Linked DNA regions of Arachis hypogaea: region 2 is linked to region 1. A link is a contact called in public Hi-C data. All regions are on one chromosome and are shown on one strand. The core of a region is the stretch at or near the end of the contact, and the rest is flanking DNA. Distances in the headings are between cores, read along the strand shown. Region 1 holds the start of LOC140180491. Region 2 has its middle 6.8 kb from the start of LOC112764190.

Region 1 (7,850 bases), core at 2,118-4,617:
CTATAATGTAGTATAACCATTACTATTTTCCTGTGGTAATAGTTGAAAGATTTAGATATCACTTTATCTATTCTTTTATTTTTTTTAAGATATTTTTACAAAATTATAAATAATGTGAACTTTTAAATTTTTAAATAAATCTAACTATTAATATTAAAATTTTAATTTTTTTTAAGTAAAAAAGTTCAATACAACAAGGTGGAGCAAAAAAAAAGAAACAAAAATTCATAACACTAAAAATAACAATCCGTAGCCATCTCCGACATTACCATCAACAACCATAGGGTTTATCACCAATCCACTCATCGTAACTTATAAAGGATCTGTTAATAATATCCACCACACATGAACCTTGATTTTTGAAGATTCTATCATTTCTTTCTAGCCAAATTGTCAAAATGACCGCAAAAAAAAAAAATCAACCAACCACCGCTTCCGTTCTATCTTTCTCGCTGATATATCCGTCCAACTTTCATAGTGTTGCTTGAGCATACCTGGAATAGTCCATATCCTTCCAAGAGCGAACAACTAAGTACACCACACCTGACAAGTGAGCTCACAACCAATGAACAAGTGAAAAGCAGTTTCAACAGATTTATGACATAAAACACACATGTTATCGTTCTAGCCAATAACACCTAATCTATACAGTCTTTCCCTTGTATTCACCTTACCAACCAGTGCAAACCAAGTAAACAACTCAACCCTTGGTGGGACGAATCCTCTCCAAATAGTACTAGTGAAGCTATAGCTTGTGATTTCCACAGGAAGTACCTCTGCCTGCAATACCTGTACAAATGAGTTAGTAGAATAAACACATTTTTTTATCAAATTTTCAGATCACTCTGTCCTCTCTCTCAGTTGTCAGTTTCACTAATTGCAGAACCGCATGAAGCTGGTTTACTAGTTCTAGCTCCCATTGAAATAACTCTCGTTCTCACTAGAAATTCCAAATCTACTCTAACCCATCCCAGAACCCACAATCCCCTATGACAGATCCTTAAAGATTTGAGACCGAGAAAAGTCTTGGAAAAGTAACTTTCAGAATACCACAAGGTAACTAGCTATCCTCCCAGAAGCGGATTATCCTACCATCCCCTAGAACCATAGCCAAGCCTCTAATCATCTTCTTTCTCACTTGTGGCTCCCTGATTTGTAATTGACAAATATCCTTCGAAGGACCCCCTCTTGTAGGTACAAGTTGATCACAAATCATCTCAGAAGAATTCATGTTATTATAGGAACATACAATTTTCTTCCAAAGTGGACAATCCTCTTTCGAAAATCTCCACCACCACTTGAACAGGAGCGTTGTATTCCGAATTACCACATAACCAACTCCCAAACCTTCTGCCTTTCCCGTCCTCCTTACTCCACAAAAAGCGTCTTTGTAAGAATATTATTTTGTCTGCTACTACCTTCGACATTTTGTATAAGTTGAGATAGTAAATAGGTAGGCTATTAATAACAGATTTAATGAGAACCAGCTTACTCGCTTTATTCAGAGACTTTACTTTCCATAGACTTAGCTTTTCCTATACCTTATCAATCACTGGTTTCTGTGTCTTGACCAGCCTTGGATTCGCCCCCAGAGAAATGCCAAGATATCTGACAGGTAAATACGCCTCTTTACACCCTAACAGTCGACACATCTGTTGTGCCCAACTTTGCTCACAATTAACCGGAATCAAGTTGGACTTGTCAAAATTGATACTTAGCCCTGACATCATCTCAAAGCAGCGCAGCAACCGCTTATAGTTTCTGATCGTCTCTTCTTCAGAAGGACAAAAAAGTATAGTATCATCCGCAAACTGCAAATGTGACAACTCAATGTTATCCCTTCCAACCAACACTGGAGTAATACATCCATTCCGCACCGCCTCTCTAATCATCCTATGTAGAACATCCAGAACAAGCACAAATAGAAAGGGAGAAAGAGGATCTCTTGTCGTAGACCCCTTTCCATTTTGAAGAGCTTAGAGGGAGAGGCATTTATTAGGACCGACATAAACGCAGAACACACACACTCCTTTATCCACTCCCTCCATCTACGGCCAAACCCCATCTTTTGCAAAACAATATCCACAAAACTCCACTTGACTCGATCATAAGCCTTTTGGAAGTCTAGTTTAATAATTGTCGAGCTCTTTTTCCTCAACTTCAGCCACTGCACAGTTTCACATGCAATCAAAATCCCATCATGTATCTTCCTACCCTGCACAAACGCACTATGTGTTTCTCCTACCAACCCTGGCATTATCTTATGCATCTTCTGAACCAGGATCTTTGATATAACCTTATAAATACAACCCACCATACTAATTGGCTTAAAGTCCTTGATTTCTTTAGCTCTGACAAACTTTGGCGCCAAAGCCACCCAAGTAACATTCGCATCCGTAGGTAAAATAGCTGACTGAAAGAATCCCATCACGGCTGCAGTGAACTCCCCACTAACATCCTCCCAACACTTCTTAATGAAATTCATATTATACCCATCACTGCCTGGTGCCTTAGTTGACTCACAATCCCAAACTGCATCCTTAATTTTCTCATTAGACGGCATCCATTCCAACTCTGTTGCCTCCTCCTCCGTTATCCGGATAACCAGTCCATCACGGAACCCTATTATTGGCGAGGTCTCCTGATGATATAAATTCTTATAAAAGTCTCTGATAGCAACTTTAATCCTTACTTGATTTCTCACTATCCTCCCATAAATAAGTAAGGACTCAATCCAATTGTTTCTCCTTCGAGCTGAGGCTAGATTGTGAAAATAGCGGGTGTTCTTATCCATCTCCTTGGCATGCCTAGATCGCGACATCTGCTTCTAATGTAACTCTTTTCTGATATACCATTTCTTACAAGAGCTCACCAGCACCCTCCTTCTTGCTTCCACAGTTCCATCAACAACCCCATTGCTAACCATATCATCTACTTTCTTTATCTCTTCTTCAAACTTCATAATTTTCATATCCATGTCCCTGAAATTCTCCTTATGCCATTTACCCAGCGGGATCGTCAAAGCCTTCAGCTTGTCAATGAATTGTACGTCGCCCAAATTCCTCCACTCCCCCTTCACCATCCGCAAGAAACCCTCATGAGTAAACCAAGCATCCAGACTCCGAAAAGGTCTCGGCCCCCCTCCCAATCTTGTGATATCCACAATCAATGGATAGTGGTATGATAAACCTCTTGGACCTCCTCTAAGCCTTGTTTCAGGAAACTCTTCTAACCACTCCAAACTAACCAGAACTCTATCAATGCGGCTACACGACTGACCCCTAAACCATGTGAACATACGATTAGCAAGTGCAACGTCCAAAAACTCCATATCTTGAATCCAAAGTTTAAATTCAGCTGTAGTCATTGTCAAAGTGGTAGCTCCTTTCCTCTCTTCCACTTGAACAACCTCGTTAAAGTCCCCCAAATAACAAAAAGGTACTTGACAAAGCCCATATAAAAAGCTCAGCTCTTCCTACATGACAAACTTCTCTTCCCTTTGGTGCGTACCATACACTAAACAGAAAGCACACTTAAAATTATATTTTAGCACAACGTCATCCACACACAACCATCTCTTCCCTTTATAACCGTTGCTCCTCTAAAAAATCGTTTCATCCCACATCAACAATAGCCCACCGGAAGCACCTTCTGACCCCACGTACTCCCATCCTACCACATTATTTCCCCACAATTGCACTACATCATATTTGGTTACTACCTCTTTCTTTGTCTCTATTAAACCTAACATATTCAACTAAAATTTTCTCCTAAAACGCTTTACCATACTCAATTTTCCAACTCCCCCCAAACCCCTAACATTCCAAGAACCAAAAATCATTTTAAACTAATTGTACACACCTTTTTGTGATTTTTCGGCCGACTTCTTCTTGCCTTTTCCTTCTATTCAGCTTGCTTTTTCTTCTGCGCAATTTTCTTATTCTGTGCTTGGAGTATAGCCATAATATCATCTTCCTCATTATACTAAACTACTCCAGATTCCACTGCCAACTCCCATGCTTTCTTGTTTTCCTGCATTTCATCATCCCATTTGGTTTCAGAGGATTCAGTCTCAGCTTCGCTGCCTTCAGATATTCTTGCATCTTCCAAGTTCTCTGCAACCCTCCGAGTCTCACCAGTCCCTCTGTCCTCCCTATCAAGTCGTCCTTGTGTCGCATCTACCTCTTGGCCATCATCTTTTATCTCATTAGCCAATTCAACGTTTTTTGAACAACAACCTGGACAACTTTTCTTCGAATGTTCATCCCCATTAATCCTTGCCCGAACTCCTGCACGACACCCTTCTTCCCTATGCCTTCCTTCAATAGCATCATAAGCATCGTACTCAGCTGCAAAACCCACTCCCAATCTGTCTTCTACCAAAACTCTGATTGTCCACAGAGAATTAGCGTCAGTAGCCCCGAGTCCGCCCTTCCTACTATTGCTATTAATTTCCACCCCAGCCACCATCCCGGTCCTACTATAATTCCAGGATTCAGTTCTATCCGAATTAGCATCTTCATTACTTGCTGCAAAATCCGATTGATCAGCCCTCAGCACACCAGAATTGATTGACCTAACTGTTATTCTTGCTGTTTTCAAATTTAAAAAATGATTTCTCCACTCATTCAAATCCTCATGTTGAATAACAACTTTTTTTTGTCGTTGATCCTCCTCCCTAACCGTCGTCACCATCAAATCTGCTGCTGCATCCCATTCCGACAGCTGCGTATTACTGCTATTACCACCCTGGTGATTTCCAGGATCTCCTATAGCACATTTTTCTCCCATAGAGAACCCATCAGTGCCTTCTAACACATCCTTCATCACACAAGGCAGTAAGCCATCGACTTCAGTTCCCGCTTCCTTTACGAACACATCGAATCCAACCATCCCTACAGTAATGTGTACCCATTCATGAATGACCTCGAACATACATGTGTCAATCTGCACTCGTCCAACACTAAAGGACTGGCATGATTTTGTTGCATCGTCACAATTCACCACCTTACCCCACTGTTCACCGATTGTACGGAACGCAGCTTCCGACCAGCATGTAGCGGTACTCCGAAGCACTCGAGTCACACCCTTCTAGTTTCGCATCAGTCATTCTCCTCCCACCTCCATACCCTATGGAAAAACTTCAACAGGCCGTTCCCGTTAAGTGCGAGCGCCGCTTCCATACTGCGAATGCTATCAAAGGTTAGTAAGGCTTTGTATGCCCCCATCTCACAAACCTTGACCACGTGAGGCCACTCCTTACGAGCTGTCGCGTTCAACAAACCAAAGTCTATAACTGTCATCATGGTACCAATAACACTCTTCTGTAACAGCCCAATTTAGGCTATGCCACCAAGACGTCTATCTACTTCGTCCCACACTTTCCATGCATATCTTTACCAGTGTCCATGTTTTTCCGTTCTTCCGATTGTTCCCCTCCCAGAACACTAGTTTTTCGACGTTCCACAACCCCATCATCAGTCCGCCGAATCATAGTGTCCACAACCACTGCCTTCTTCCCCTGGTCAGTATCCCGTCTATACCTCGCCTCTCCCACAAAAATTTCCTGACCTCGCAATCGCATTCGATTCATTTCTGAAATTGCTTTCAAAGCTCCTCCCTTTGTGGTGTATCGTACAAACGCAAAAAAGTATACCGCACCATTTCTCATCTTCCTTGATAGATATATGTCAATGATCCGCCCTGTCCACGAAAAAAAGCCAAACAATTCATGTTTTGATATATCTTCTGGTAGCCCATCCACAAAAATACTAAAGGATTCCTTCTCCAAACAGACGTACTCTTTTCGGTTCCAAATCCTTAGATCCTTGACTTTGGATCGTGACTGCCTAGACCTACCCAATTTGTATTTCTCCAACCCACTCTCTCTCGCTCTCTTTCTTACTTTCTCATGATCGGAGTTAAAAAGTACTATAACATTGTCAAACTATTGTTGAATGTTTAATTATGAAAAAAAAAATTCATAATGACTTATGCAAAGAAAGGTCATCGTGACCAAACCACTTAACAAACAAATTAACAATAAAGTAGAAAGCTAATACACAGCCTTTAACAAAAAAAGGTTTTTTTTCTGTGTTTGAAGAGGAATGATCTCGAAAAAAAAATTAAATATTAATATTTTAAAAAATTATAAAATTACTTATTTTAAATGATAATTTAATTATAAAATAATTTTATTATAGTTAAGATATTAATTTTAATTAAATTGAAGTAATTTAAATTATATAATTAATAATTAGATCCAGATATTATTTAATTAAAAATTAATATATTATAAAAAATAAATTATACGTTAATATAGAAAAGATTGAGTAGAATTTATTTGTGTTAATAATTTCCGTGACGTAGTTACGGTGTTGGTGAATATGGCCCCATATACACTAGGGACAAAAGAAATTCATTATTGAAACTTGAAAGTTTGAAACAGGGTACACGTGACTTCTCTTAATACAAAAGAAATTCATTATTATTGTAAAAATTTATTGTCATTATTATTATTATTATTATTATCTTCTTATTTGACTTCAATTTTTTAAAGAAAGATTTGATATCTCATGACTATTTGGAAACTACTGGTATGATGATAATATTTGGTGAGCTAATTGTTGGGTTAAAAAAATACAAAAAATTTAAAGAGAAAGTAGAATTTTTTCATTTATTGCTAGTTTTTTTAGTCATTAATTTAATTCTTCTATCTTAATAATTTAACAATATATATTTAATTCATATTTTTAAATAGGGTCACTCTATGGTATAGATGTAAATTAGTACAGATTTACAGATATTCTCTTTGCATAAATATGAGATCGACACCTGACTGTTTGGTTGCAGGGCTTATCTCCTGCTTTATCTTATGGGTGGCTGAGCTAGTTAGCCAAAATTGCTTAAGTATAATGTTGGCTGGTGGACCTATTGAAGTGGGCTTTGGCAGTAGTGGATTGGATTTCAAAAAGAGTTAGAATTTATTTATTTATTTTGTGAATAGGAGAAAAAAAAGTGAAACACAGTTCACCAGTATCTATGGAGGGTGAAGTATTGACGAAGATCTTCTCCCCAAAAATGAAACTCTGGGTTGCAGGGAGAGGGATACAGCCGCCGTCGTGGTGCCATGGCGGAGGTTCACGTCTGGAAACCGACTCCGATCGAAGTCACAGATTCATCTCGTAGCCCGCGTTGCCTGCGTCTGCCGTCCACGTTTCCGTTGCCGACACGATCAGAAGTTGCTGCTGTTCTGGTTTGGTCCTCATCGCAGGTATGAATTTCATTATTTTTTCTCTATTCGATTTTATAGTATTCAAATGGTGTCTTGCTTTAGAGGTTTGGAGCATTGGGTAAATTGAATTGAATCTATAAATTTCTTTTGAATTTTCCTTTCAATGTTTCTGGTTTTGAAACTCGCTTTGGAGCATGAGTAGTTGCTTTATCTTTCTCTGTATTTGTCAACTTTGCTTTTCTCTTCACACCACTTTTAATGAGACTTGTGTGCCGACTTTTCTTGAACATTTTACTTCCTTCTTACTTTCCTCCATTTGAATGCCTACTCTCGACTAACCTTAAGCCATGGTAGTAATAGACTTATAGGGTTTATTTTTACTTGATAAGTCTGACTCAAATTTCTTATCCCTCTTTCTCTTTTTATGTTTAACGTTAAACTCTTCCTTCCATATTTAGTTGCTTCCACATCTTTATCTTGTTTGATGATGAAAATAATGGTGTCTTGCTTGCAGTTGTCAGGAAAATCACTACGAACACCAGCTGATGTTGTTGAACAATGTGAAGAAATTCAACCTACTGTGACATCACTTTACAAGTATGGTCTCTTTTACTAT
Region 2 (7,850 bases), core at 2,978-5,477, 48 kb before region 1:
ACATCCAAAACTAATAAAGAGAATAATCCGAAATGTAGAAAAAAGAAACATAAAAAACTAGTTAAAAAATTATTCAAAGCCAAATAGGAGGAGGAGAAGAAGAGCCGCAGGGTTGCCGGCGACGACGTATTGGACGACGTTGCATGAACAGTGGGAGGACTCGCAGTGGCGTGTTGCGACGAGTGGAGGAGTCGCCATGGATCGGAATAGTTGATCGCGCGTCGCGAATAGAAACCTGGTGGTGGCTGCGTCACGACGGATGGAGAGTCATGGGGTGCGAGTGGCGAGCGATGGGGAGTCGCGAGCGGCAAGGGTGCATCGGGCAAGCAATGGAGAGTCGCGATGGAACACGAGGAGGGTGAAATAGAAGCGTGATTGTGGTTGTCTTTCCTGTGTGAACGGCAGATGAAGTGGCGGAGAAGGATGCAAGGACGACCGGCGATGGCGCACAAAGACGGTGCTGTGGCGACGCTAGCGGCGTGAGGACGAAATCGCGACAGCGTGGGACATTGGGAATAAGGATTAGGATTTGTATTTTTATGTGGTGAATGATAAATGGAAGTGAAAATAAATTAGAGTAAGTTTTGATTCAAAAATGTCATTAATGTTAATTAATCAAATTTTAAATTTAAAAAAAATTTAAAATTAATTATTATTAATTGAGTTGTTCAATTTTTGACCGATGGACACTTGATTCCCTATACTTTTCCTTAATTAAAATATGAAAGGATTAATACCTCGCTAGCTCATACTATAATTTGGTTTTGCTTACATAAATGTGATTTTAATAAAACTGTAAAATAATAATTTTAGGTCACGTCTGGGGTGACTACACTAGTTATGACTATGGATGGTTATGTATTAAAAGTCCAATTGAAATGTGAGGTTTTTTTTAAAATGAGCTCACCACTTATGTGTTTATTAAATGTGTCATATTTATATAGATTATTAGATTTTAATAGATTAACATCAAAGGCTAATATAAAAGAAGAGCATTGATAGTCTCTAATAAATACAAAATATCATAATACATAAATAAATGCTTTAAATAATTTACAATTATTAAACCCAAGTATAATCAATCTAATGCTTATTCAATTTATTCCGTATTATTCATAAAAAAATCAATTAGTATCTAAAGACAAATTAAAAAATGATATATTTAGTTACATATTAAAGAATCATTTTAAAAAACAAAATCATTCTAATATAGATAATTATATAAAAATCTAATAAAGTTGAATAATATAAATTTATTGTCAATATAATTTAACTTGTGATCTTTATTCAAAATATATATTATCTGTAATTTAATATTCTAATTATTCTATAATTAATATTTTTTGTTAGTACAAATAACCAGTTAATATTGTATATCACCATTTTAATATTTTTTATAGAACAAAAATAATATAAAAAAAATACTTTCTAATGCCGTGCAACTACACAGTCTATCAGCTAGTAATACTTTAAATGGCAACAAAATCTTTTATTTTTAAATAATTAAATATAAATATATAAATATAAAATATTTAAATATTTTTTATTTATTAAAATTAATTATTATATAAAATTTTTTTATAATATTAAAAAATTATATTAAAATAATATTTTAAATTGTAACATAAAAATATAAAATAATTAAAATTTTATTTTATATTACTTGACAAATAATTAGATTATTATATTTAAAATTTATTAACTAACTACTTTTATTAAAGATATTATTATATAATATAATTTTTCATAAAAATATTTTAAAATATAATTTATTTAAAATATTATATATAATACATATACAATCCTATATATGTACGTAAATTATATTTTAAAAATATTTTTATGAAAAATTATATTATATAATAATATTTTTAATAAAAGTAGTTAATTAATAAATTTTGAATATAATAATTTAATTATTTATCAAGTAATATAAAATAAAATTTTAATTATTTTATATTTTTATATTACAGTTTAAAATATTATTTTAATATAATTTTTTAATATTATAAAAAAATTTGTATCATAATTAATTTTAATAAATAAAAAATATTCAAATATTTTGTATTTATATATTTTATATTTAATTATTTAAGAATAAAAAATTCTGTTATCATTTAATACATTGGGTATTAAAGTATTGTCATTTAAAGTATTTATTTATGTATTATAATATTCTGTATTTATTAGAGTCCATCAATACTCTTTTTTTATATTAGCCTTTAATTTTAATCTAATAAAATCTAATAGTCTATATAAATGTGATATATTCAATAATCATATAAGTGTTGAGCTCATTTTAGACATACCCAAAATGTGACATGTGAATGTTCTCATTGATATTTGACTTGTTGAAGACTTGTCCAATTGAACATTTTATTTTTACCGTGGTTAAAATTTAAATAAAATCTATTCTAATTTTCGAATTTTGCATATAACTAAATAGAGAAAAAAAATAATTAATTTGTGTTGATAATCATTGTTTCTTGAATGTTCTTAGCGAGGAAATTTTGGGGAAGACTAATGATGAATGCTAAATTTAACATTCTCAAAATTAAGTTAAAAGATGTCACAAATATTTAAAATAATAATTAAAAGTTTAATCATGGATCATTCTTTTTTGAAATCACAATATAGTGCATAATTATTAGTTATCAGAGGATCAGAGAATTTAATTATAATTGATGAAAATTTAAATAATAAAAAATTAAAAGCACAATTAAAAATTAAATAGTAAAGAGATTAAATTAAAAATAATTAAGACAATGAATTAAAAAAATAAAATAAATTCAAGTTATAAAAGATTTTGGTAAGAATTGAGGGTTAAAGATTACTATTTTTGTTATTAACCACAACATGATAATTACAAAGAGCAAATTTTATTCGTTAATCTCTACAAATTGAAAAAAATTAATTAGGTTTAATTAACCCTAATCCACAAGTCTTAACCAATTAAATAATTAAATTAGTAAAAGATTAACATTAGTAAAAATAAAATTAATCTATATCTCTAAATTATCAATTAATTTTGACATTAATAACTCAAGTTCACTCAAGTTCTCAACCCAAGCCAAAAATAAAAATTTATTCTATAAATAGTTCAAGCATTTTATCAAACGCTCTAGTGCATAAACATAAAACTTCATAGGTTACAAGAATTAGTAAAATCTATAACTACCCAATTCAAGAAAGCAATACTAACATCTCAAATAAGCAATAATAAAACATAAAACATCAAATTCATTAATGAAAAATGAGAATTCTACCGAGAACTAAAAGATAGTAAAATAAAAAAAAGTAACAAAAAAATTCTAAAAAACTTAGAGTAGCAAACAAGAAATTATAAACTAAAAACTACAATTAAACAAAACTAAAACTTAGAACTAAAGAAAAATTCATAAAAAATTCTTGAATCATAGAGAGAAGTTCTAAAATTTAAGGACTAAAATCCTAAAAAAAATGAGTGTATGATAAATTATGTTTGATCCTTTCTTCATGCTTTCTTTTAAATGCATCAGAAATGGATTGAATTGTCAAATCTTTATTTTTTTTATAAAATTTTTATTTTTGCATATTTTTCTTCTATCTTTTTAAGTTATTATTGTCTTTTAAACCTTAAACAATTTAAACAAATATATCAATGTATCGAATGAAATAAAAATGAAATAAATTTGACAATTCTAAAAACCTAAAAAACATATTTCAATCAATTAAGTATAATTAACAAAAATTCACAAAAATATACATTTATAAAAAATAAATACAAATTAAATTAATAAATTCTATTTTTTTCAATCTAAAAATCATCATCAAATATGGATTATCAACTATCAAGATGATAGCACACTGTATACCGTGTATATAATAATCTTGTTAGTCTTTTTCAAATTTTTTTCACTAAGAACATTCAAGAAGCAACAATCATAGACACAAATTAAGTAATATTTTTTCTTCATTCAATTATATAGAAGATTAAAAAATTAAGATTGATTTCGTTAAGAGAAAGATTAAGTATTTAAACTTTAACCACAGAAAAAATAGACAATGCAAGTCTTCAACTAGTCAAAAACCAATTAGAGTTCCACATGTCACATTTTAATTGAATGGTTATTAACGGTAGTTATAATTTTTGACTTAGTAGTAAGCGTCTAATTGGACACAGAAGCGAAGATCCGACCAACATTCTAATATAAGTGTAATTGAGAATGGTAGCCCATGGCCATGGCCATGCCCATTTCAATTTTTTTGCATTGGTAGTTGGTGCTGGTTGCTGGGTTAGGATCACATGAAATCCATTCATGTCTCCAATGTTAAGAGACATGTGAGCTGTTTCCCGATTCTATTTCTATTTTCTGATTATGGGTTGTGTTGAGATGACAAGATGGTATTAAGTGACAAATTACATTGTCGTCGTTATTCAAATTCTAAATCATGTCAATATGTCATGCACGTTCTCCTTAATTAGTCTTTACATGTTTTGAGTGGCCATGGGCCATGTCACAATATATGTTGTTTCAACTTACAACACTAGGACGTTTATTTTTGTATTTTTATTTATTTAAAGGGACTAGGGAATAAAACAAAGGTTCTGTTTAAGATCTTAAGTAGTAAGTGTTCATGTTCCCTCTCAAATCTCTATGGTCTATATGTATTCATGATTTCTTATGAAGTGGGCCTCGTGTAGGATTGTATTATTTTGTTATCATGATTAATATCGATAGAAAGAAAATTGGCAAAAGTCATAAATATCTTGATTTTTTATGAAGAGATTTCGGATTTAAATTTTTGTTAGGATTGAATTGCTATATAATATATATGGGAAACTAATGAGCATAGGACAACAATATGATTGAAAAATATATTTATTTAAATCTTTACTGTCAACAACTTGTGGTGGATCTCTACACTAAAATATTTTATTTTTGTAAATTCTAAAAATAAAAATTGTATGAAAGATTATTGAAATATGAATAAAATGTGAGAGAAACTTAATTAGCTTCTAAAAAAAATAAGAACAAAGATTGGTAAAAAAAAATATTATTGAGTGAAGGAATGGTGGGATCAAGCAGAATTTATGAAAGAAGAAGAAAAATTTTTAAATTTCGGACGAATTTATTAATCTTATTTTTAAAAATTATTAGAGACTTATTAGTATTTATTTTTAAAAATTTTTTTCTTATGACACTCACACCTGACATGTTAACCAGTTAATGTTTCACAATCAGCTGCAGGAGTTTATTAGTCTAATTTATTTTATATGTGAAGCCTGTCATAATATTTTTGGATAATAAAAAAATACAATTTTCCACAAATTAAACAAATGATCTAAGAGTCGAAATAGACATTCTCTCTTCGTGATTTTATATGCAAAGTTTTGTGGGAGATAACAAAGACAAGGAAGACTCTGATAGGTCTCCTCAAAGAGTTTCTATAGAAATTACAAAGTCATGCTATTATTAAGAAGGTCCTAATCACATCAGATATGTTTGGAATATAATAAAATTAAAATTAATTTATTTTTCATTGCAAATATTTTGTTAGAAATATATCTAAAATAAAATTATTCGATTTGTAAATCTATTAAGATCAAATCCCTTATTTTTAATGAATTTGATTAAAATTGAAATAATTTGATATATTAAAAATATAAAAGATTCTCCTGAATTCATAATGACATTTCTTCCACTATCGTGAAACAAAAAATAACGAGTATGGAGGATAAACTATAAAGAATTCACACAAAAAAATGAAAGCATTAATTTAAAAATAATAATATTATTCTTATGAATTCTATTTTTAAAGTAAAAAGACAAAAAAAAAATTAGAGATGGATACTTTGTGCGGTAATGACAGAATTTAAAATTTTAAAAATGGAGTGAAATTGGAAAGAGACGAGGAAAGAGAAAATAAAAAAAGGAAATGATTAGAAATGTTCATAAGTTTAAATAACTCGATTATTTGTGTGAGTCCGAACCGAATCAATTAAATTAATTTTGAAATTAATGGGTAATTGAGTATAATTAGACCCAATCTAATAATACTCAATAATAATTAATTTGAGTATTGATTTTGGAAGAACGAAATTCGAACTAACTTACAATTTAATAACTCTTTTATTAAATAAAAAAATATAAATTCTAATTATATATATATATATATATATATATATAACTTTTATACTAATTAATCTAACTCTATTATAATTGTGAATTTAGAGTATTTGGTTATTGTTAGAATATTATTGACCTATTAGTTGATATTATATGTTTATCATATTTACATAACTTTAAAAAAAAAATATCATTTTTTCAATTTTTTATTTATTTTGGGTATCCAATCTCACCTAATGAGATAAGACTTCGTTGTTGTTATTATATTGGGTATCCAATTATCCGCACCAAACCAATTTGTTCTCAATCTGAACTAATTATAATTTAATTTATTTGATTCTCATTTTACTCCAAACCTTATTGAATTTAAAGAAATAATAACAAATTAAGTGAAGATGACTAAACATTATTATTGAGTTAAAAGCTCAATTATGTGTGTGATTAATTTGTTTATTATGTAGGAGATTATTGAAATCAAATCACACCCAAAAACAAGCTAACAAAGTCCTAAAATGGTTCAGGCCCATAAATATTCATTCAAATCAATCTTGGCCCAAGAAAATAGTTGCTAATCTCTAAACAATACATTTTCATATGAACCAAGCCAATGTAACTGAATAAATTCTTCCTTTTCTCTCTTCTCTACTCACGTGACTACTTTCAAGAGTAAGCTAGAAAAAAGTAGTTCTGATTAGAACTCAAATTAAGAAAAAAAAATTGATTACCAAAATAAAAAAATTAAAGAGAAAGAAGAAGAAAGTCAGAGGCTAGGACAACAAAAAACAACGATCAATTTAAGGTGATTCAGAAAATAATTTCTTTTTTTGTGCTTTATTAAGTAACTTGTTGAAGATGCTATCCTCCCTCAAGCACCAAATTAAAAATTTGAAGAAAGTGGAGGCTATAAAACTCTGCTACAAATCAAGGGTCAAGAATCAAATTTAAAGGCAAAGTATTGATAAATTGCTCAAATTCTTGAAGAAAAATAAAAAAAGACGAAAGAGAAGTAGCAAAATTTTTTTGTATGTTAGATTTAATCACTACTGTTATTTTTCGCACTGCTGCTGCTGCTGCTGTGATATTTGAAAAAGAAGAAAGCCAACTGCTCAAACCAAGTTTTAAACTTTGAAAGTTTTACTCCTCTTTTAAAGGGATAAACAACCAGAGATTGATTCAAAGAGTGAGCACATAGTTTGGGTTCTCATAACTTACAAGTTACCCTTCTTTTCTTTTAGAATTTTACATTAAATTTTTGTTCTTTAGAGTTCATCTTTTAGTGAAGTATCAGTAAAAGTCATTGAGAGAAAAGACAAAGAGGGATATAAAAAAAGTCAAAAATTATGTCAAAATTCTTTTGTATGTTTTTCTATTTTGTACACATGATCCCAAGGGAGTTTCCTTTCTAAGTTGAGTGAGCACTTAGTGGTTGCAAGTCTAGGAAATGAACCTAGCCAAATCTAGCTTGGGTAGAAGTTGGGTTTGTCCCAGATAGGATTGGGTTGAATCCTAAAAAAATTGGTATTGGTAATCTTTGTGAAAGATAGTGAAAATTTCTCCATTGTTGTGGAGGAGACTGGATGTAAGTCACATTGCACATGCTGGCTGAACCAGAATACATGGCTGTGTGATTTTCTCTAATCTACTCTTCTTCTGATTTATTTTGTTAAGAGACAAAATAAAAGTGTCTCCTACATTGTATATTTCTCAGATATCACAGCTATTTAAAAGTAAAGAGTTGTT

What was found. Hi-C and Micro-C count contacts between places; a contact is called where the count stands out from the background.
Region 2: a Hi-C map of leaf shows a contact between it and region 1, with 1.5 times the contacts expected there. The contact joins the enhancer-like site here to the promoter of LOC140180491 in region 1. A contact is called at or near these places in 2 of 8 Hi-C or Micro-C datasets (both in leaf).

Annotation. Positions count from the first base shown.
Region 1 is chr17:12,088,326-12,096,175 of arahy.Tifrunner.gnm2.J5K5, reverse strand. LOC140180491 reads right to left here and starts at 3,367. Exons shown (of 6, transcript XM_072221695.1): 1 at 2,873-3,367; 2 at 2,007-2,641; 3 at 1,542-1,893; 4 at 650-789; 5 at 495-543. The coding sequence starts at 3,367.
Region 2 is chr17:12,137,113-12,144,962 of arahy.Tifrunner.gnm2.J5K5, reverse strand. No RefSeq gene overlaps it. Among protein-coding and RNA genes, the nearest start is that of LOC112764190, 6.8 kb to the left of the region's middle. Within about 2 kb of position 4,227, at least 2 of the 3 cell types and tissues checked have open chromatin away from gene starts, as enhancers often do.